Linked DNA regions of Mus musculus: all the other regions are linked to region 1. The links are chromatin contacts, called in public HiChIP or PLAC-seq and promoter capture Hi-C maps. All regions are on one chromosome and are shown on one strand. The core of a region is the stretch at or near the end of the contact, and the rest is flanking DNA. Distances in the headings are between cores, read along the strand shown.

Region 1 (2,700 bases), core at 134-2,633:
ATGCTGTCAGACATAATTAACATAAATCCTGTCTCAAAACAAACAACCACAAAACAAATGGACAACCACAATAAAATAATAAATAAATAAATAAATAAATAAATAAATAAAATGTGTAGGTTCTTTTTGTAATGCTCAAAAATTCTAATTTCTGTGCCACTTACTATCCAGAAGTTTATACTATGATTTCCTTATGCTTAAAAATATCTCATGATCAACTATCATTTTTATTAACATATATGTGTTATATATATATGTTAATATTAATATAAATATGAAATATTACCTGTGGGTATATAAATTTAACAGTAACTCTTCCTTTATATGTGTGACCATAAATTTGTAAGTGTTAAATGTTTTCTTATGATTGGATTATTTTCAGAAGTCCTAGTACATAACTTACTAAAAAATATATTCATGATTCATACATTTATATTGAGAATTGTGTGCTCTCTTCTTCCACCGTGGTGCTCTCACCTTTAGCTGGATATTCCCCATTAAACAAGTAACATTTGTCTTATGTGTAAATAGAAGCCCTAAGAAAAAGTTCCCAATAACTATGTCTTTGTCACTGTTTCTTGTACATCTTCTTGTATGACCTGCTCTGTCTGTCTATCTGTCTCTCTACATTCCTTGGTTCGTTTCTTTGGAGCACAGATTTCATCGCTAGCTGATTTGCACAATAGTTTTTTTGGTTTTGGGGTTGTTGTTGTTGTTGGGGGTTTTTTTGTTTTGTTTTGTTTTGTTTTGTTTTGTTTTTTCCTGTAACAAAAGTCGTTTACATTTTCAGCATCAACATCAACCTTTGAAATCATTCCTAGAGATTTTGAAAAGAAAAAAATCTTTGTTTTATCAAACGCCCTGAGGAATGTAAAGGAAAAAGCAAGGGCAAAGTCTCAGCAGAGCCACAGGAGGTCCTGAAGACAAGAGTACCTACAAAGGTTCTGTGTGTCACCGGGGAGTTTGGATATTCCGAAATCCAGAGAGCTAAAGAGAAATGATTAAAACTGAGATGAGGAGGAATAATGAGTGAGGAGGATTTGTACAAATCTCGGCGCTCTAAGGAACCTAGGAGATGAGAAAGAAGGTCACGGTTTTGTAAGAAAGAAACGAGTAAACAGAAGCCTTAAATTCAAGTTTCTGGCGTTCGGTGGACTCACGGTTTCTGTGGTGCTGAGGCATTTGTGGGCAGCAGCAGCAACAGCAGCAGCAGCAGCGGTGGCGGCAGCGGCAGCAGGGCCAGGCTTGGGAGCCAGCGCTTCCCCATGCTGCAGAGAGGACTGGAGACCTGGCTGCCTTGCACCCTGCTCCCCGCCAGAGATCTGGTCCTGAACGTGCTGAGGAGCAGCTAGGCTTTATGCAAACAGCGGGTTCCACCCACACGAGTTCTCTGAACAAAGCTGAGGTTTTTTGAACATTCTCTGAAGGGGTCATTGATGGCCTAGTTACTGCCAAGGTTAATTCCTGACCCGTTAGCCGGAATTCCCAGAAGGATTAAGCACTTTCCTGTTACTGCTCACTTTTTCTCCGTTGTACAATAAAGTTGATAATCGCCTTCTCCTCCCCCACAGCCACTTATTGATGCTCTGGGCTCCTGTCTGGAGAGTTGGCAAGCAGGCTGCAGCTTAAGCAGTACTGGAGAGGTTTGAATAATTCAAGTGTGCCAGCAAGTTCTGAGCCACAGAAGGTCTGTCTGTCTTTCACGCAAAGCCCATGTTTAGCTCCCTTCCATGAAAGGAATTTTGAACCAAACTAGGAAGTAGGTATTGACTTTAGAGGTATTGTTATACATTAGATTGACTGAAAATGAAGTATCAGGGCCAGGAGAAATGACTGTTTTGTAAGTTTCCTAATGCTTACCTATAATCCAGGTGCTGGAGAACAGGAGATAGGAGGGTCCTGGGCTTGCTGTCTACCCTAAACAGTGAATTTCTAAATCCCAGGATATCACCGCATGGGCCTTAACCTTCACATACACTCATTCCAGTTTAAGGTGAAAAGTAACCAGTATCAGAAACCCCACTTTACTGTGCCTAACAAAGATCCCAGCTGCCTTTGCCATCCACTCAACAAATGCTTTTGTGCAACACTCCCCTCTCTAGTCTCTGGAATTGTCCTGGAGGCAATTTCATTGATTCATGCATCCATCTACTTGTTCTTGCAGCTTCTTGGTTATTTATAACCATTTATTGATCCTCCTTGGCTAGAACCTAGCGATAGAATGTCAGATAAGTAGAAGTAAGAATCCGTAAAAGTTCTATGACGTAGGGCAGGTGATAGGACGGCTTTTAAAAGCGAGTACAGTAACCAACCATTATCATTAGAGAAGTTGAAGTCTCCTCGAAGGCAGGTGCGAGGGACACATAGCCTGTTATGGGCTCCTGGAAACAACTCGGAAGGAAGCAGAAATCTAAAGTAAGCTGTGAGTTCTGAGTGGTGGTTAGACAGAGAAGGAGATGAGCAAGGGGCATTCTAATCCTTAAAATGACACACATATTCAGTAGTAATGAAGCTCTTAAGGAAATGAGATTTCTTTGTCCTGAAGGAAAAGCTTAACTATTTAGGAGGGTGGTCAAGGGAGTTGGCTTTAAATCAGAGAAGATCTTTGGCAAAATACTTAAGCTCACATCTGATCCTTGAAGAGATCAATCTTACTGAAATATAGAGAGGTGACAAAGGAAATAATCCAGAAGACGGGAG
Region 2 (2,700 bases), core at 30-2,529, 850 kb before region 1:
TTTGCTACGGTTATGAATCGTAATGCAAATATCTGTTTTCCATGGTCTTAGGTGACCTCTGTGAAAGGGTGGTGACCCACAGAAAACCACCTGCGCTGCTGGTCTTCGGGATCTGAAATCAGTAGCTATGACTTGACACGGGGTACAACATGTTTGAATTGTAGCTCATATCTGATGTCTGAAGTTATTTAGGAATGCATTTTCATTGTAAAGGCTTCACTCATGGTGTAGAGAAGGGACTTAAGTAGTGGACTGTGGTCAAATGTTTCGCCTCTTCTTTGGACGATTTGTTAGGTTTCAGGATGTAGGAAATGCTCCTAAAATATATGATGTTTATTCTGACATCAACTCGCCAAGCTGGCTCTAGCTTCCTTGTCTATCTTTGAACCTGCCCAACCCATAGTATTTATCATATCGCTTATTTTTGAGGCATCGGATCGCCTGCCTGTGATCCTCCTGCCTCAGCCTCCCTTAGTGTACCAAGCTCGCCTGAGGCTGCAGTTAACGCGCCTTTCCATACAGAGGTATTGTCTTCGGTGCGATCGCAGATCCGGACTATTACAGTTACCATCATCTTTGTCCCCAAATCTCTGCCTTCTGGTGAGGCAGGACGCTAGGGAGGGAGGGTGGCTGGCCCCCTTAGCGGGCAGCGCGAGTACCCTGGCCAGACCTCGCGGCCGGAGGCTCGGAGGGGTCGGCGGGCATCAAAGCGCTCACGGCCGCAGCCCAAGGAGGGGCTGCGCGGGGCGGGAGGGCGCACAACGGCAGGGCCTACTCTCGCGGTGCCGAGCGGAACAAACCTCGCCCCCTACCCGTTTTCCAGGCTCCGAGAGGACGGTTTGGGGGGTGGGGGTGGAGCGGCGAGGCGCGCGTCCTTGGAGCGCCCGCGTGCCTCCCCTTCGCGAGCGCGCGCCCCGCGGCTACCCCTCCGGCGGCGGGGCGGTCTCCTCGCAGGTGTCAGGAGTCGGCCGAGCGCGCTCGCCGCCCCGCCCCCCGCCCGCCGCCGCCCCCCGCCCGCGAGTGCGGCGCTCGGGGGCGGGGCCGCGCGGGTCCTCGGCTCGGGCGGGGGGCGCGCGGCGCCTCGGTCTGGGGGACGCGGGGCGGCCTCGCCGGCGTCGTGCGCTGTGTGTGAGTGTGTGTGTGTGAGTGCGTGTGTGTGAGAGAGAGAGAGCGGGGTCGCGCGCGCGCGCGGTCGAGCGACAGGCGAGTGAGGGAGGGAGCGAGCGGCGGCCGGGTGTGAGCGAGTGTGTAGGAACGGGAGTGCGGGCGTCGGGGGGAGGGGGGAGGGAGGGAGAGGCCGGCCGACCGCGAGGCCGTGAGAAAGTGGGCGAGTGGGTGAGGACGCGCGGCCTGGCTGCGGGAGCCGGCGGCGAGGAGAAAGGAGGCGGCTCCCGGCATCCCGCCCCCTCCCCCTCCTCAGCGGACTTCCCGCGGCCCGCGCTTGCTCCTAGGCGGCGGCCGGCCGGGCAGGCGAGGGAGGAGCCGGCGGCCAGGTGAGCAGCGGGCCGCCCGGGGCGGCGGCGGCGGCGGGGGCGTGGGCCGGGGGCGCGCCCTCGAGCCTGAGGCTTCGGCCGGCGACCCGGAGCCGAGCTCGGCGGCGGCGGCGGCGGCGGGAGCGGACTCGGCGCGGCGCGGCGCTGCGCGGGGGCGGGCGCCGGAGGCCGGTGGTCGCTGGGTACCACAGTCGGCGGAAGCTGAGAGTCGGCTGCCTGCGGGAGGGGGCGTGAGGCGGCGGTCGCGGCGTGGAAATTAGGCTGGTTGCCCGTGTCGCCGAGGGGGTGTGGTAAGCTTGGGAATGCTGCTTAGAGTAAAACCTGCCGGCTGCTCGGCTGTCCTCAGGGGTGTGGTTGTCGCCACTGTCCTTGTTTCCTCTGAAGAATTTGACGTGACCGAGGCAGGAGGATGCTACGAGCCTCACCCTGATGTTACTACGTCCATCCCAAGGAGTACAATTTAGAGTAGCGATCGGCTGTTTCTATTTTCTTTTTCTTTAACAACCTTTGGAACAAGAAGGAAGAAGGTTACCAAATTGAATGTTTGACTAGAGTAGATCCCCCACATCCGGATAGAGAACAACTTAAGTCCTATTAATTTATTGTTTCTCATCCCAGGTTTGTAATCCCTGTAATTCATGAATAGAGACGGAGTGTTAAATCAATGAGGTTTTTTACTAACCAACCTGTATATACCTTGAATGTGAATTTTCAGTGCTATTTTCCCAACAATTGCCTGCAGTTTTCCCAATGCCTGAAGTTGGGTTAAATTCCAAATCTATGTGGAAAGTATATCAGTTGAATATGGAGAGTTTTTCGTTGTTTGGCTTTTTTTTTTCCTAGACATTCTTAAATCATTAACCAAAATCCCAAAGATTTAAGTGCCATTTAAGTCTCTTCTCCTTCATAACGGGTACGTTGGAGGTTATTTCTTCTGTTTTAAAACAGTTGATAATATATATTTAAAGATACTTGGAAGAAAACAAGGACATTTCAGTCAGTTGTAACCCAAACCATTGTTAGTCTTTTATAGTAGGTCTCTTCTAGTCCCTCGTGTCATTGCTTCTTAGTTTGTCAAACTATTTTCATCTCCGTTTTCTGGTAGCTCCTTAAGGTACTAGAGTCCATGTGTTGGGGAGTGTTTTGTCCGATTCTGACAAAAAAAAAAGCTACGAGCTAGACAGTCACCCAGTCAACCCAGTCAAGA
Region 3 (2,700 bases), core at 90-2,589, 780 kb before region 1:
ATACAGAGGAAAAATGAATTTTGATTCATGGTCTCAGAGGTTTCAGTCCGTGTTTTTGGACCTAGGGGTCAGCAGCGTATTGCCTTGGGGGCCTGTGGTTAAGCACTGAGCCTACCCCATGGCGGTCAGAAAACAGAGACGCAGAGGGGAGATGAGGTCATGATTGCTTCCAAGAGTGTGCCCTCAAATCAAATGACTTCTCTTCCTTTCAATAAGCCACACCCCCGAAGGTTCCCCTGGGTCCTTGCTGGGGAGCATTGAGGATCAGAACTGGAACAATATAGGATGGAAGGGCGTATTTAGAGAGAGGGGCTGGGGGTCTCATGGTGGTAGACTTGTCTAGCACGTGCCAAGCTTGATCACAGCACCACAAAAACCCAAATCAAGAAACTCCGGAATGTATTCTAGGAAAGAAAAAAAAAACCCATTGAATTTCATGTTTTTTAAACCCTCATATAAGATTACAAGGAAGATTATTTGTCGTAGGCAAGTGCTTATTTGAGGATTTACTTGGTGTATATCAAAACATTAATTGGATGCATTACTTTTCCCTTGTGCACAAATCAATCAAAGCCTCCGGGGAGAATCGTGAGGGCTCTGTGTTTAGTAAGCAGTGCTACCCGCGAATGAGTCTGCTCTGCCTGCTGTGTGTATGTGGCAGGGGACTTAGGAGAAATACCAAGGGGTTCTCTTGGATTGTGGAAACAAGTTCCCCAGAGTTTGCCTAACGAGGCTCTGAAGGGACACTTATGTCATGCATAACCAGTCTTATGCAACGCGTGAGCATACACACATACACATTAGGCATGTGTGTGTGTGTGTGTGTGTGTGTGTGTGTGTGCAAGTATGTGTGCACAAGTGTGTGGACAGTTGTACCAATATTAATTGAAAGCTTCCAGGTGCCAAGTACTGTACAATTACAATTCTTGGGAGACAGAATTAGCCAAACACAGTCTGCCTGGGCTCCAAACATTGCCCAGGGGAGAGCTTTACAAAGTACAGATTTGAATCGCATTCTGGGTCTTCAGAGGTGAACCAAAGACCCAAAGGTGTGGATTAAATTTAGCATCTCCATTGTTTTACTGTACATCACTGTTTACGCGGATGTGTTTCAGAAAATTACACACAATAAGACCTTGAAACAACCCCTCCAAGTTTTGAAGTAACTCCCTTTCCCATTGAAGGGAAATACATCTGGATTCATTCCACGGAGGACTCATTAACTCTGGCACCTCGTTTCTTCCACCCCACATGGTTACTATTTTCATTTCCCTCTGGGGAGCAGAGTCCCAATCTAAAATTGCTGATAATAAGGATAATAAGCTCAGAGACGTCCTGGGGGGGAACAGATGGAAAACAGTTTCCTGGCCTCTCCCTGTTGGCTGTTGGAGAGGGAGAGGTGGGCTTTCTGGAGACTTCCGATCTCAATGCCAAGAGGCCTTTCTGGCCACTGCTCCCTCTTACACTCAGCATTACAGCAGTGCTTCTCAAAGCACCATGCCTGGACCAGCAACACAAGTTCTGCCTGAGAATTTGATTCATGCAATAATCCAATTTCTTAGAACAATGGATCATAGACCCTGGGACAGGGACCTCAGAAAATGTGTGTTACCCTTGTGCTGTATTTCCACTACTAATAAATTAACCGAGACAAAAGCTGCATTCTCCCCATATTCTAGTCTAGAATATCTGTGGTGGTTTAAGTATGCTTGGCCCAGGGAGTGGCACTACTAGGAGGTGTGGCCTTGTTGGAGTAGGTGTGGCCTTGCTGGAGGGAATGTGTCACTGTGGGAGTGGGCAATGAGACCCTCCTCCTAGATGCTTGGAAGCATGTCTTCTGTTTGCCTTTGTAACAAGATGTAGAGCTCTCAGCTCCTCCAGCGCCATTCCTGCCTGGATGCTGCCATGCCATGCCATGATGATAACAGACTGCATCTCAAAATCAGTAAGCCAGCTGCAATACAATGTTATCTTTTATAAGAGTGTCTTGGTCGTGGTGTCTCTTCACAGCACTGGGAACCCTAACTAACACAATAGCTATCAGAATGAACAGTCACAATGCTAGCAGTCATAAACTCGTCAGCAACCAAGAGCTCCAAACACCGACTATTGAGAGTGTCTGTGGGAGCAGAAGGAGATAGAAGGAGTAACTGTGAAAGACGCAGAAAGGCAGACAGAAAGTAGGACACACACATACACACATACACACACAAAAAACGAGCCACACCCCATGCTCTCCATTTAGATGTCACACTGAGCCCTTAGGCTGGGGGAGAGCATATGGAAAAACAGTGGCTGTCACTCTGAAGGGCTTCATAGTGTGAGTGCAGAAAAAGTAATGCTCATGACAAGTGACAAGACAAAAAGCTGTGTCAGGCCCACAAGGTACTGAAGTTTGGGGCCACAGACAAAGGAGGAAATAGCTCTCCCAACAGCAATAGATGATGGTGGTTTGAGTTAGCATCGGGTATGGTGGCATATGCCTGCACTCAACTCTGCATAGCCGCTTCTGACCCCTCAAGTCTAGTGTGGTGCACCGAGAGGCCGCAGGTAATACACAGATGAGCTATTCTTACTGGTTTCATCAAAACGTTACTACAAAATAGACAGCATGCTGTGTTTGATCATTGGGCCACAATTAGCACAAAACCTGCATATTGCTCTCTTAAGTGTTTCCTTTAATATTACTGTTCCCAATAA
Region 4 (2,700 bases), core at 99-2,598, 760 kb before region 1:
AATGGTCAAATTCTGAGGACCCAGTGACTAACGCTTGTAGAAAGCATAAACATCTTTATTTTTAATACATTTGTGGCTGAGCTAGCTAGACCTCATTGGGCACATTGACGCATCATTTGTTGGTCTCTATGGTCAGGACATGCACTTGAAAACTTTACTAGATGCCAAAGTCAAGAAGCCAGGAGATGGCAGTTGCTACCCTCCACTCGACAGCACTGCCACTCAGGGAGGTAAGCTGTGGGACCCTGGACCCTGAAAACCAGCTCTGCTCTCAGACCGAGTCTGCCACTTCAGATTGGTTCTGTGTCGTAGATGCAGGACATTTCCAGAATATCTCTCCAGGAAGAGCCTTTGAAGCCTGGATCCCGTATCTGTTCAGTCTCTGATCACAACTCTTTGTCCGTACTTCCCCGGTGGCCTTTCTGACTTCTCCTCTCCGTGGCGGTCCTTTTCTTTGTATGAGTGAGTTCTCTGGTTGGCTCTGAATTTCTTACCAATCTCCCAGATCATAATGGGAGTCTTGTTTTCCTGTATTTTCTTCTTAGCCTCGTCAGCAGATGGCGGTATTGCCCCGAAGGCTGGGTTGGCATCGCTATCGCCATCGCCCGCAGACAGAGGGCTCTCAGAGGACTCCAAGTCTTTCCCAGAGACCTGGCTGTGGGAATTGATTCCAGTAAGTTTCATGTAAGCGATGGGATAGAGTCTGCAGAAAAGTCAGAATCGTTTTTTTTGGAAAATCTCAGTGTCAGGAACTCCTCCCCCAGCCCCACCCCCGGAGAACAAACTACACATCCACGAAGCGCACGCACACTGCATGTTCACCCTAAGTCCACACTGATGCTTAAAAACACTGACTACGTTCCCATTTTTGACAAGCCAAGAGCCACATAATCGTGACACCCCACCAGCCACATAATCGTGACACCCCTTTTCTCGGGTGCGGACGCCTCTACTTTTCCTTTTGCAGATCAGTCCTCTCCAAGGCGCTGCTGCTCCCCCCACACCCAGCAGACCTAACTTAGATTCTTGGGGATCAGGGTGATCCAGGCCACAGTTCCCGGTGCCATCACTGAGCGGAAGGCTGTGACAGTCTACAACCTCCCATTCCAAAGGCTTCGCCTGGGCTGACTGCTTTCTGCCCACTCTTGGTTGACCTGACGCTGCTTTTACTCAGTCATTCGTGGGGAATCCTTACTTCCACCGTCTTCAGTTATCTAAAGGACTGCATCGGGATGAGAATGGGGATACTAGAAGCTGTGCAGCCCTGGAGTCTCGGGCCCACACCACAAGGCTGTCCCTAAATTGGAAGCATACGGGACTTCCCTGGGAGAGGCCATGTTGGCGTCTCAGGCCCCGAGTTTCCCTAGCACTATCTTCTATGCTCACACCACCCTTCTCTCTCCACCCCTGCCCCCTCCCACCTCCCTTCTTTCCTTCCTTCCTTCATATGTAAGTTGAGCACACGGCTTCAAGCCCCCTAACCAAACGCTCTACTTTTTTGTTTGTTGGTTTTAATTTATATTATTCTTGGACAGTTCCATACATGACTACATTTTTATCGTTCCCACCTCCCGTTATCCTTTCTCATCCCATTCCCACCTCCCAGCCTGCTTTTTATTTTGAGATGGAGTCTCCACAAAGCTGCTTCCACTGGCCTTGAACGCACTCTGTAACCCAGCCGGGATTTGGGTTCGAGCTCCTGACCCAGCCTGCTGAGGAGTGTTTACAGGCCCGTGCTGTCATGCTCCACTTTCCAGAACTTTATCTCTTTAATCATTCGGGTTCAGACTCACGTGATCGTGAGTGCCCGTAGACTCATGGCCAGATTATCTGGCCTCCAGCTGCCTGTGCGCTGATGGTGCAAAGACCTGTCAAGCTGGGGAAGCGAGGGCTGATGGGCTGGGAAGCCGGCAGGCTTGGAGACCTCCCTCCATGTTTCCTGCTCCATGTGCTTGCTTCTGCTTTCCTCCCGTTTATTTCCCTCTCTCCTTTCCTTCCGAGGCTATGTGGTAAGTAAATGAGCAAAGACTCAAAAATGATGTCCAAACAAATCCATCCAACCTGGAATATCCTGAGGGTGAAAGGAGAGCTTTTGGTACTTATGACAGGACAAGGACTCACCACAGGACAGGTAACTAGTCTGCTTTAATGTGTTTACCCATTTTTAAAAATATTTTTTATTTATTTATTTTTTTTATATGTAAGTACACTGTAGCTGTCTTCAAACACTCCAGAAGAGAGCATCAGATTTCGTTAAGGATGGTTATAAGCCACCATGTGGTTGCTGGGATTTGAACTCAGGACCTTTAGAAGAGCAGTAGGCGCTCTTAACCACTGAGCCATCTCACCAGTCCTACCCATTTCTTAAAAAATATTTTGTAATAGTATCTTCTAGTCTCCTGTTGTAATTGTTGTCTCTGAGGCTTACTGTGTTAACTTAGGCCTAGTCCTGGAAGCTTCTAGCCTCTGTATAGTCTTATCTAGGCCTAGAATGTTTCCAACCTCTGAGACTTACTGCTGAGTGAGCTCACCCTTTCTTTTTTCTGTGGGAAGCCGTTGCAGAGTGGCAGTTGCAGAGTGGCAGTTGCAGAGTGGCAGTTGGCTACTGCTGGCCACCACACATACATAGGCAGTGAAGGTTCTTTTGCCAAGACAAGTTAACCAATCAGATGTGAGATACACCTCTCCTAGGCCTATGTA
Region 5 (2,700 bases), core at 73-2,572, 970 kb before region 1:
GAGAGAAAAATAGTAAAAACCTTGTTGAAAGGATATTGGTGGGGTGGCCCACACCTTTAATCCCAGCACTCAGGAGGCAGAGGCAGGTGGAACTCTGAGTTGAGGCTAGCGTGGTCTATATAGAGAGTTATAGACAGCCAGAGCCACATAAAGAAATCTTGTCTCAAAAAGTAGGAGAAAAAAAGAAGAAAAGAAGAGAAAAATAGTAAAAACCTTGTTGAAAGGATATTGGTGTGGTGGCCCACACCTTTAATCCCAGCACTCAGGAGGCAGAGGCAGGTGGATTTCTGAGTTTGAGCCAGCCTGGTCTATAGAGTGAGTTCCAGGACAGCCAGGGCTACAGAGAAACCCTGTCTGGCGGGGTGGGGGGGGAGAAAGAAAGAAAAAAAGAAAGGAAGGAAGGAAGGAAGGAAGAAAAAAAGAAAGGAAGGAAGGAAGGAAGGAAGAAAGAAAGAAAGAAAGAAAGAAAGAAAGAAAGAAAGAAAGAAAGAAAGAAAGAAAGAAAGAAAGAAAGAGAAGGGACCAGACTGAAGCCATTTTGAATAAAACTTTCATTTTGAACAGAGGTCAAATAAGTTTAAGTTCCCAAGACCTCAGTGTTGAACTGACATCCTGTCTGGCAAGTTGAGACATGATTGCTAGGCAAGTCTCCCACCACAGTCGAATAAACCAAACAGTAGGAACAGGATGAATGTACCACAAAGACAAGTTCCTAGGGAAGACTTCTATCCCTAGATCCTAATTTGTGGGATAACTTGGCAGACTTATTTATTTATTTATTTTTAGATTTTTACACCCTAACATTTGGATACCAAACGCTAACCTACTTGAGCCCTTAAGCTGAATTAGCAGCACCTCGGACTGTTTTTCAGTCATCTGGACTCCCGGAGGTGAGCCTGTATTCTGCTTTCTGGTGGAGCCTCTCTAGGACCCAAGAAAGGAGAAAGTGGACGCAGCACTGCTCCGAGGGTCAGAGGAGGACAGGAGACGGCCCGCTTTTCACTGGTTTCCACTGAGGGAACATTTGCTTCTGGTTCTGGGCATGCTGGATTGCCCATGTCTGTCAGTCTGTGTCTGTGGTTTCATTTAGTTTGAATGTTGCTCTGTGTTTTATATCTGGAAAAACGGGCCAAAGTTCATCTGCTGGTTGTTCACCTCTTAGTATTTACCCATCTCAAGGATTTTCGGGGGGGGGTGTGGGGGGAAGCGGCCGAATCGGGACAACAACAACAATAATAATAACAACAAAAACTGATAAACTGGCACTGTGCCTGCAGCTGAGAGTCCTGCACTGCTGGTAAAGCCCCGCCTCCTGCTCGCCTGATGCAAACCCCTGCCGCCTGATCTAGCTGTTCGAGTTTCTCTAAAAGCGAAACCAGCAGCTCTTAAGCTTTCTGTGGTCAGGAAGCCGGTGCCTACTCCCGCTACAGAACCACGGTGCCCATGAGCGTTGGATTCTGCAGGCAGCAACAGCAAGGCGCTCCTCCCTTGAAATCAGATCAGGAAGAAGTAAGGGAAGTTTTGTCTGTTTTTGAATGTATAAATGTATGTGGCCAGTGCGTGTTTGCTTCTGACTGTTCTGTGTTCTGTATGTATTGGTTATAGATCATTGGCTCATAAGTCGTTGGATATGGTTAAAAATTTTTAGTATCTGTACCAAAAAGTTAACTTAAAACCAGTAACTCAGGGTTGGAGCCATTGTCCAACACATGGGATGGACCAGCCAAGGAAACGGGTCTCCAAAGATACTTTTAAATTGGAATAAGATTTTTATATAATTTCTGATCTGTCTTAAAAACCAAGTTTATAGAAAAAACTAGGAGGTATTTAAGCTGTATCTCCATGCGTTCTTATACAAGAACTTTTCTTGCTGTCAACTAAACTTTGTAACATAAAAATAACCCACTTATAATAACTTATAATAACTAACCCCTTTATAATAAAACACTAAGTTGCTTATACTGTTAAAATTTGGTTTTGTCTTCTAAGAATTACGGTTTGTGCTCCATGTCTTCATTCTTTAAAAAGGTACTTTGTTTTTCAAAAAACACACAATTGAGAGATTTTAAACTACTTTAACGAAAATTTTGGAATTTTACAAAAAATCAAAACTGGACATTTTAAAAACAGCTTTTAAAAAATGTTTTCATTTATAAATCTATGAAACATTTTAAATTTTATCAGATATTTTATTGTAATGTCTTTATTAGTATGTTATCTTTATTAATGCATAAATAAAAGACTAAAAATTAGGGTCACAGCTTAACACCAGAGACTGAAAAATTCCTGTCTTATGAGGCAATAAAACAATGACCATAGTCAGTCTGGTGAAGAACTCGGATACTAAAGTATTATAGCATTAAAAAAAAATTGAGAATCACTGGCTTAAAATTATGTTTCAAGATATAACTTAAAACAAATAGGGCTGGAGAGATGGCTCATCGGTTAAGATCACTGACTGCTCTTCCAGAGGTCCTGAGTTCAGTTCCCAGCAACCACATGGTGGTGGCTCACAACCATCTGTAATGGGATCTGATGTCCTCTTCTGGTGTGTCCGAAGACAGCGACAGTGTACTCATATAAATGAATCTTTAAAAAAAAAAAGAAACAACTTAAAGCAAATAACTAAAAATAGATATTTAACTCAGATACACTTGAGAGATACTATCAGAGAGCTGCTGAATATGGCATTTAAGGTAT
Region 6 (2,700 bases), core at 134-2,633, 730 kb before region 1:
GTGAGCCTCACTTGCTCAAGGGCAGATAGCTTTCTGGAATTCCGGAAGCTGTGGTTCTTGTAAGATAACAAGTCGGGTGTTTTGCTCCTGTAAACATGCTTGGTTGCCTCGACTACATAGGTAGATGGTAGGTAAATATGCAGGAAGTATGTCAGGATGAATGCTTGCCCCTGACTGAACAAAGGGAGTAAGTAGCCTTGTGAGGTTTGCCTTTATAACCATGTGACTAATGTAATTTGGTGCCATACTCTGGGGATGGACCCAGCCAGTGTCCATTGTCTTGCCCAGCATTTAATAAAGCTTGCTTCAGATTTGGCTCAAAAACTGTGGTAGTGGTCTTACTCTCACCTGATGAGATTAACACACCACAGGCGCCATCAGCATCCCAGTGGGGAAAGGAGCCGATGTGGGATGTGGGAGCTGAGCGCAAACTCTAACCAGTTTGAATACTGCAGACACTGTGAGAGTACAGCACCTGCAGCAGGGATGGCGTTTTCCTCAGCTAGCCACAGTGTCCACAGTGGGAACTGGGGTCCTGCAAGGGACCAGGATTGGTAAGATATCAACATTGAGTGCAGCCCAGATCAAGATCAGAGAAGCAAAGCAACGGATCAGCCAAGGAAAGGAAAGAATGTTCAAGCCAACCAATCACCTACCACCTTGGACCCCACCAGCTTTCCTTCCTCCCCTGCAGCTAGTTCTCACTGAGTGTGGTAGGTCATTGCAGCAGATGCTCCTAGCTCTTCATGTCTTTCGCTCTCTCCTTTTTCTTTGCTTTCTTTCTCTTTCTCATGACCCACTCCTCTCACTGTTACTCTCAAAGCCCAGAAGTTGACCTATTATATGAAATCTGAGTCCTTATCTTTACCCCCCCATGTCTTCCCCTTGCCTCAGTTTTCCCCCTCCTTTGTGTGTCCTTCTCTTTCCCATCTAACAACCTAATACTTCTGTTCTTATCACAGTTGCTCACTTTCTTTACCTCCCACTCACAGTTACATATTAAAATACACGGTACTATCAGAGTCCCTTTCTTCTCTAAAACAATTGCTACTTGTCAAGTGTCTGTTTTGTGGTGTAAGAAACATTAAATATCTGTCTTTTCTGTCAAACACTGTAAAACTTTGATTTGAGAAAAGGAATTTACCCCTCCCATAAAACCTTTATGCAAATGTTTTAGCACCCCCCCCCCCCCTTCAGCTCTGTAAAGCTTTTGTTTACACAAAGGCCCTGCTACATTTGCAGAACTTCAGTGGCAACCCCCTGCCCAGTTTCCCCCATTCCTTTGAACTGATTGTTTTTAAACTAGCCAGTCAAGAAAGACTGTGAGGTCAGATCCCAGCAGAGGGAAACGCAGAGTCACCACCTGCATTAGAATAAGAACTAAGCATACTTCTCACCTTGGTGTGCCTGCTCTTCTCCTTGTGAGGGTAGTGCGCCCTTCCTGACCAAGAGTAAAGTTTTGTCTTGCTGAGATGTTTCCATTGTGTTCAGGTATTCCTTTGTGTGACACCAAGACTATTTCTAGCAGTAGTCACCTACCATCTATTATCAGAGTGGGTTACTGAGGGACAGTCACTGCTGCTGTAGACAGTACTCAACCCGCAGCGACAAACTGGAGCTAGTATCTGATGATGTGTTTATAAGGAGATAAAGAGGTAGGGAGGACGTTCTATAGGGGTGTAGTGAGATGTGGGGGAAGGGAGTGATCCCATGCCAAGGCATCCCTTCCCATATGACAGTATAGAATAGTTTATTCAAGGCATGGAGAGGGAAGTTGAGAGGGTAGTAGAGGCAGAGAAAGGCAGAGAGTGGGAGAGAGTATAGAAGTATAGGCCAGTCATGACCACGTGGAGAGAGGGGGAGGGAAGGAAATGGGAAAGGGAGAGCAAGAGCATGAGAGAAGCAAGAGGGACCAAGAGATCAAGAGAGAACAAGAGAAGGAGGAGGGGGCAAGCACCCCCTTTTATAGTGGCTCAGGCTACCTGGCTGTTGCCAGGTAACTGTGGGGAGGAGCATACCTGACTGTTGCCAGGTAACTGTACGGTACAGTTTAGATAGAATGCTAACACCTGGAACGTGAATATAACAGATGAAACTATTAATACAACCCCATCTATCCTGAACACCACAAACATGTCCAACCTGAATAGAAGGGAAAGCAAAAAACAAAAAAGGAAAGAACCCCTTGATTATCTAACCCTAGACAGGCAGATCCCTGTTCAGAGACAAAAGTAACAATTTTTCTCCTCCCTAATCACTGATCCCATAGTAAGGATTCCTCAATGAAAATAAGTAAGACAAAATTCCAGATGCAGAATTCAAAAGAATAACTATAAATATGATCAAACAACCCCCAAAAAAGACATGACTATTTTCCAAGAGAAAACAGACAGCTGAATGAAATATTCAAGTTAGTCTGCAATATGAAAATAAAACTCAAAAATTAGATAGAATACCAAGTATAGGGAGAGGAAGAACTCCTGAATGAGTGACGTCCTAAGTGAATTTGTAGCACTGACACGGGCATGGTCATATCAAGGACCTCAATAAAGGACCTCAGCACCATGGGAGTGGCATAGGCTTCCCCAGGCAAGGCTCCGAGTGATGGCCAAGCTTTCCTCAGGAGTGAACAAGTGACTAGTGTGTACAAAAACTAGCAACTGAAACTTCCTTGTCCAGGATATCTATAGCCTGAGAATA
Region 7 (2,700 bases), core at 123-2,622, 900 kb before region 1:
TATTAGGAGATGGTATATAGTAATGCACTTGATACCTGGTACCCATCAATCTTTTAAGTTTAACTCAGGTTAAGTTTTTAATTTGGAAGTTGGTGGTAAGACAGGAGCTAATGTAGCCCAGGCTTGCCTCAAACTCAATGTGTAGCCAAGGATAACCTAAAACCTTCCTTCTTCCATCTCCCAAACACTGGGATCACAGGCCTGCACGTGCCCAATTTAACTCAGGTGATTTTGGATGAAAGGTCATTTAGCATCATCAACGACAGGGAAACTGCAAGACCAGGGTCTGAGGAGACAAGCAAGGCCCTAACTCAAAGTGATTGGACAAATTGAAAAAAGCGCACACCTTTATCAGTTATCAGCTACTTGTAAAACACAAAAGAACCAAAAAATCAAACAAATAAAAAAGTGAGGGCTTGAGGTGACACCACGCTCAGTTTGTTAACAGGAAACAACAGGCTCTGTGTGCCTATTTATATAAACAGCATTTGCTCTTTCCTTCTTGCTCTCTGCCCAGAAGTCGGCCTCCGAGGGCTGCCTTGGCTATGCTTGACTGGGTTTTTAAAAAAAAGTGGGGGGGGGGGGTGGGGTTAGAAGGAGGAGGAAGAGTCTGAAAACTACTGTGGCCACCTGTCACTCTCTTACAGAGAAACTTAACGTGACACTTTCCCTGATGTTTGCTTAGTGAAAATATAAGGGCTCCATTTTTACCCAAAGGTAGTTCTCTCTCTTCCTCTCTCTCTCTCTTCCTCTCTCTCTCTCTCTCTCTCTCTCTCTCTCTCTCTCTCTCTCTCTCTCTCCCTTTCTTAATTTCTTAAGTTTTTCACCTCTGGGGATTGTACTCAGGGCATTGCATTTATATGACCCTAGGCATCTTTTACTTTTTAAAAAATAAGTTCTGAAGTCCCGAAGTGGTGGCACATGCCTTTAATCCCAGCAATTGGGAGGCAGAGGCAGGTAGATCTTCCTGGGAGTTGAGACCAAGCTAGTCTACAAAGCGAGTTCCAGAACAGGCAAGGCTGCACAGAGAAACCGTGTCTCAAACAAAAACAAAAATAAACTAAACAAAGCCAAAAAAGAAACAACTCAAACAATAAAACAAAACAAAACAAAAACACACAGAGAAACTCTGTCTAAAACAAAGAAAAAACACAAACCAAACCAAACAAAAAAACCCAACCGAACAACAAAACAAAACCACAAAATACACCACAACAAACAAACAAACAAACAAATTAAATTTGACTAAATTGCCCAAACAAAACTTAATCTTAAAATCCCTCAGGACTCAGCCTCCCAAAGAGCTCAGATTATAGGCTGTCCCACCAGCTCTGGCTAGATGGCTGAACATTTTGCCAATGGCTCCTAAGGGATCTATCTGCCTAAAGCACACAGACAGGCCTGCCTCCTCTCCCCTGTGCTTTGGGTCTCCTTCCATTTCACCCCAAGTTTCCACATCTCTCAGGGAAGCCCATTATGCTTTCTCTTTGAATCTGGAATTTGAGAACGCCAGTCAGCGCGCCGTCCGCCCCCCCCACCCCCCCACCCCCACCCTGGCGGTTTGCACCATTGTCCTGGTGTCTGCCTGTCTGCGATGCCCTTCCATTTCCCCTCTGTTTCCTCTAAGAGTCTTCACTGTGTCCCAGCCACTTCAGTAAGAAGGAGGAGCAAGCTGATTGTGCCTCCTGGGCCTGTGTTCCACCTTTGGTTAGGCTTCGCTGTGGCTAAATTCACGCTGAAGCAAAGTGGGAGGAGCTTGTGGTTAACAACAGGTACTGCTTGATGTCAGCATAAATAAATTAACTGGCATGGCAGGGACGCCAGCTGGATTTGTACCAGCTTCCTCTGAGTCAAAAGATCACCAAGGGAAAGTGTGTACAGAGCTCCAGAGAGTTCACACTTGAGTTTCAAGACTGTGTTCATTCAAGAGGAAGGGACTGTTCTTTAATCTTAGGCATGGCACAAGAAAGTTAGGTATAGAGTGTGATCAGCTCAACGTGGGATGAGAAAGTAAGAGTGAATTTTATGGGGGGCTAGAGAAGGCTGCTTCTACTCAGGACACCAGGAAAGCAGCCAAACTCTGAAGAACGCTTTTATTAATTCCTTTAATTCCAACATCAATGTCCCATTATTCAAATTAAAATAAGAATTTGAGGGCTGGAGCGATGGCTCAGTGGTTAAGAGCACCGACTGCTCTTCTGAAGGTCCTGAGTTCAAATCCCAGCAACCACATGGTGGCTCACAACCACCTATAATGAGATCTGACGCCCTCTCCTGGTGCATCTGAAGACAGCTACAGTGTACTCACATATAATAAAATAAATAAATAAATAAATAAATAAATAAATAAATAAAAAACCGTTAATCTTTCACATTTATAAAAAAAAAAGAAAAAGAATTCGAGACTGGCCATGTAGCTAGAGCTTTCCTAACCATGTATAAGACCATGGTTCTATCCTCATCACCAAAATAGGAAGGGAGACCTGGTGTGATGGCTCAGTGCTAAGAGTCCTTGCTGCCCTGGGGACCTGAGTTCAAATCCTATCACCACAATGCTTGATGGGGTGTTCCTCACACTTGAAACCCCACTGCTGTTGGAATGGCCGAGCCTGGCTCCAGATGCAGGCAGAACAGGACAGAGAAAGCTGTCTTAAGTCCTCTTTGGTCTTTGCATGAGCTCAGGGGTGCATGCCTTCAAAC

Evidence for each region. Promoter capture Hi-C pulls out the DNA fragments that hold promoters and counts their contacts. HiChIP or PLAC-seq counts read pairs in DNA pulled down with a chosen protein or histone mark.
Region 2: a promoter capture Hi-C map of liver shows a contact between it and region 1, with 4 times the contacts expected there. The contact joins the promoter of Rimklb here to the promoter of A2m in region 1. A contact is called at or near these places in 8 of 39 promoter capture datasets (the C10 cell line, the HPC-7 cell line, cranial neural crest and 5 more), 1 of 115 datasets of contacts at active chromatin or transcription factors (embryonic stem cells) and 1 of 9 other capture datasets (embryonic stem cells).
Region 3: a promoter capture Hi-C map of embryonic stem cells shows a contact between it and region 1, with 4 times the contacts expected there. The contact joins the enhancer-like site here to the promoter of A2m in region 1. A contact is called at or near these places in 10 of 39 promoter capture datasets (the C10 cell line, cranial neural crest, embryonic stem cells and 4 more) and 1 of 9 other capture datasets (liver).
Region 4: a contact with region 1 is called in a promoter capture Hi-C map of embryonic stem cells, with 3 times the contacts expected there. The contact joins the promoter of 1700063H04Rik here to the promoter of A2m in region 1. A contact is called at or near these places in 6 of 39 promoter capture datasets (cranial neural crest, embryonic stem cells, hippocampal neurons and 1 more), 1 of 484 Hi-C or Micro-C datasets (cardiomyocytes), 2 of 115 datasets of contacts at active chromatin or transcription factors (astrocytes and embryonic stem cells) and 1 of 9 other capture datasets (liver).
Region 5: a contact with region 1 is called in a promoter capture Hi-C map of hippocampal neurons, with 5 times the contacts expected there. The contact joins the promoter of Apobec1 here to the promoter of A2m in region 1. A contact is called at or near these places in 2 of 39 promoter capture datasets (cranial neural crest and hippocampal neurons).
Region 6: a contact with region 1 is called in an H3K27ac HiChIP or PLAC-seq map of embryonic stem cells, with 3 times the contacts expected there. The contact joins the enhancer-like site here to the promoter of A2m in region 1. A contact is called at or near these places in 5 of 39 promoter capture datasets (the 3T3-L1 cell line, the C10 cell line, cranial neural crest and 2 more), 1 of 115 datasets of contacts at active chromatin or transcription factors (embryonic stem cells) and 1 of 9 other capture datasets (embryonic stem cells).
Region 7: a contact with region 1 is called in a promoter capture Hi-C map of cranial neural crest. The contact joins the enhancer-like site here to the promoter of A2m in region 1. A contact is called at or near these places in 6 of 39 promoter capture datasets (the HPC-7 cell line, cranial neural crest, embryonic stem cells and 2 more), 1 of 115 datasets of contacts at active chromatin or transcription factors (astrocytes) and 1 of 9 other capture datasets (embryonic stem cells).

What each region holds. Positions count from the first base shown.
Region 1 is chr6:121,634,856-121,637,555 of GRCm38.p6, reverse strand. It overlaps A2m (alpha-2-macroglobulin), which reads right to left and starts at 1,383. Exons shown (of 36, transcript NM_175628.3): 1 at 1,161-1,383. The coding sequence starts at 1,267.
Region 2 is chr6:122,484,884-122,487,583 of GRCm38.p6, reverse strand. Rimklb (ribosomal modification protein rimK-like family member B) reads left to right here and starts at 1,279. Exons shown (of 6, transcript NM_027664.1): 1 at 1,279-1,493.
Region 3 is chr6:122,415,215-122,417,914 of GRCm38.p6, reverse strand. No RefSeq gene overlaps it. Among named protein-coding and RNA genes, the nearest start is that of 1700063H04Rik, 25 kb to the right of the region's middle. Within about 2 kb of position 1,339, at least 14 of the 459 cell types and tissues checked have an H3K27ac peak or open chromatin away from gene starts, as enhancers often do.
Region 4 is chr6:122,390,027-122,392,726 of GRCm38.p6, reverse strand. 1700063H04Rik (RIKEN cDNA 1700063H04 gene) reads right to left here and starts at 1,348. Exons shown (of 2, transcript NR_152109.1): 1 at 1,196-1,348; 2 at 40-703. RefSeq lists an enhancer at 1-122.
Region 5 is chr6:122,601,066-122,603,765 of GRCm38.p6, reverse strand. Apobec1 (apolipoprotein B mRNA editing enzyme, catalytic polypeptide 1) reads left to right here and starts at 1,322. Exons shown (of 8, transcript NM_001134391.1): 1 at 1,322-1,509.
Region 6 is chr6:122,365,149-122,367,848 of GRCm38.p6, reverse strand. No RefSeq gene overlaps it. Among named protein-coding and RNA genes, the nearest start is that of 1700063H04Rik, 25 kb to the left of the region's middle. Within about 2 kb of position 1,383, at least 20 of the 459 cell types and tissues checked have an H3K27ac peak or open chromatin away from gene starts, as enhancers often do. A contact at or near this core is called in embryonic stem cells, where this site is marked.
Region 7 is chr6:122,532,168-122,534,867 of GRCm38.p6, reverse strand. No RefSeq gene overlaps it. Among named protein-coding and RNA genes, the nearest start is that of Mfap5, 20 kb to the right of the region's middle. Within about 2 kb of position 1,372, at least 96 of the 459 cell types and tissues checked have an H3K27ac peak or open chromatin away from gene starts, as enhancers often do. A contact at or near this core is called in astrocytes, embryonic stem cells and stem cell-derived epiblast-like cells, where this site is marked.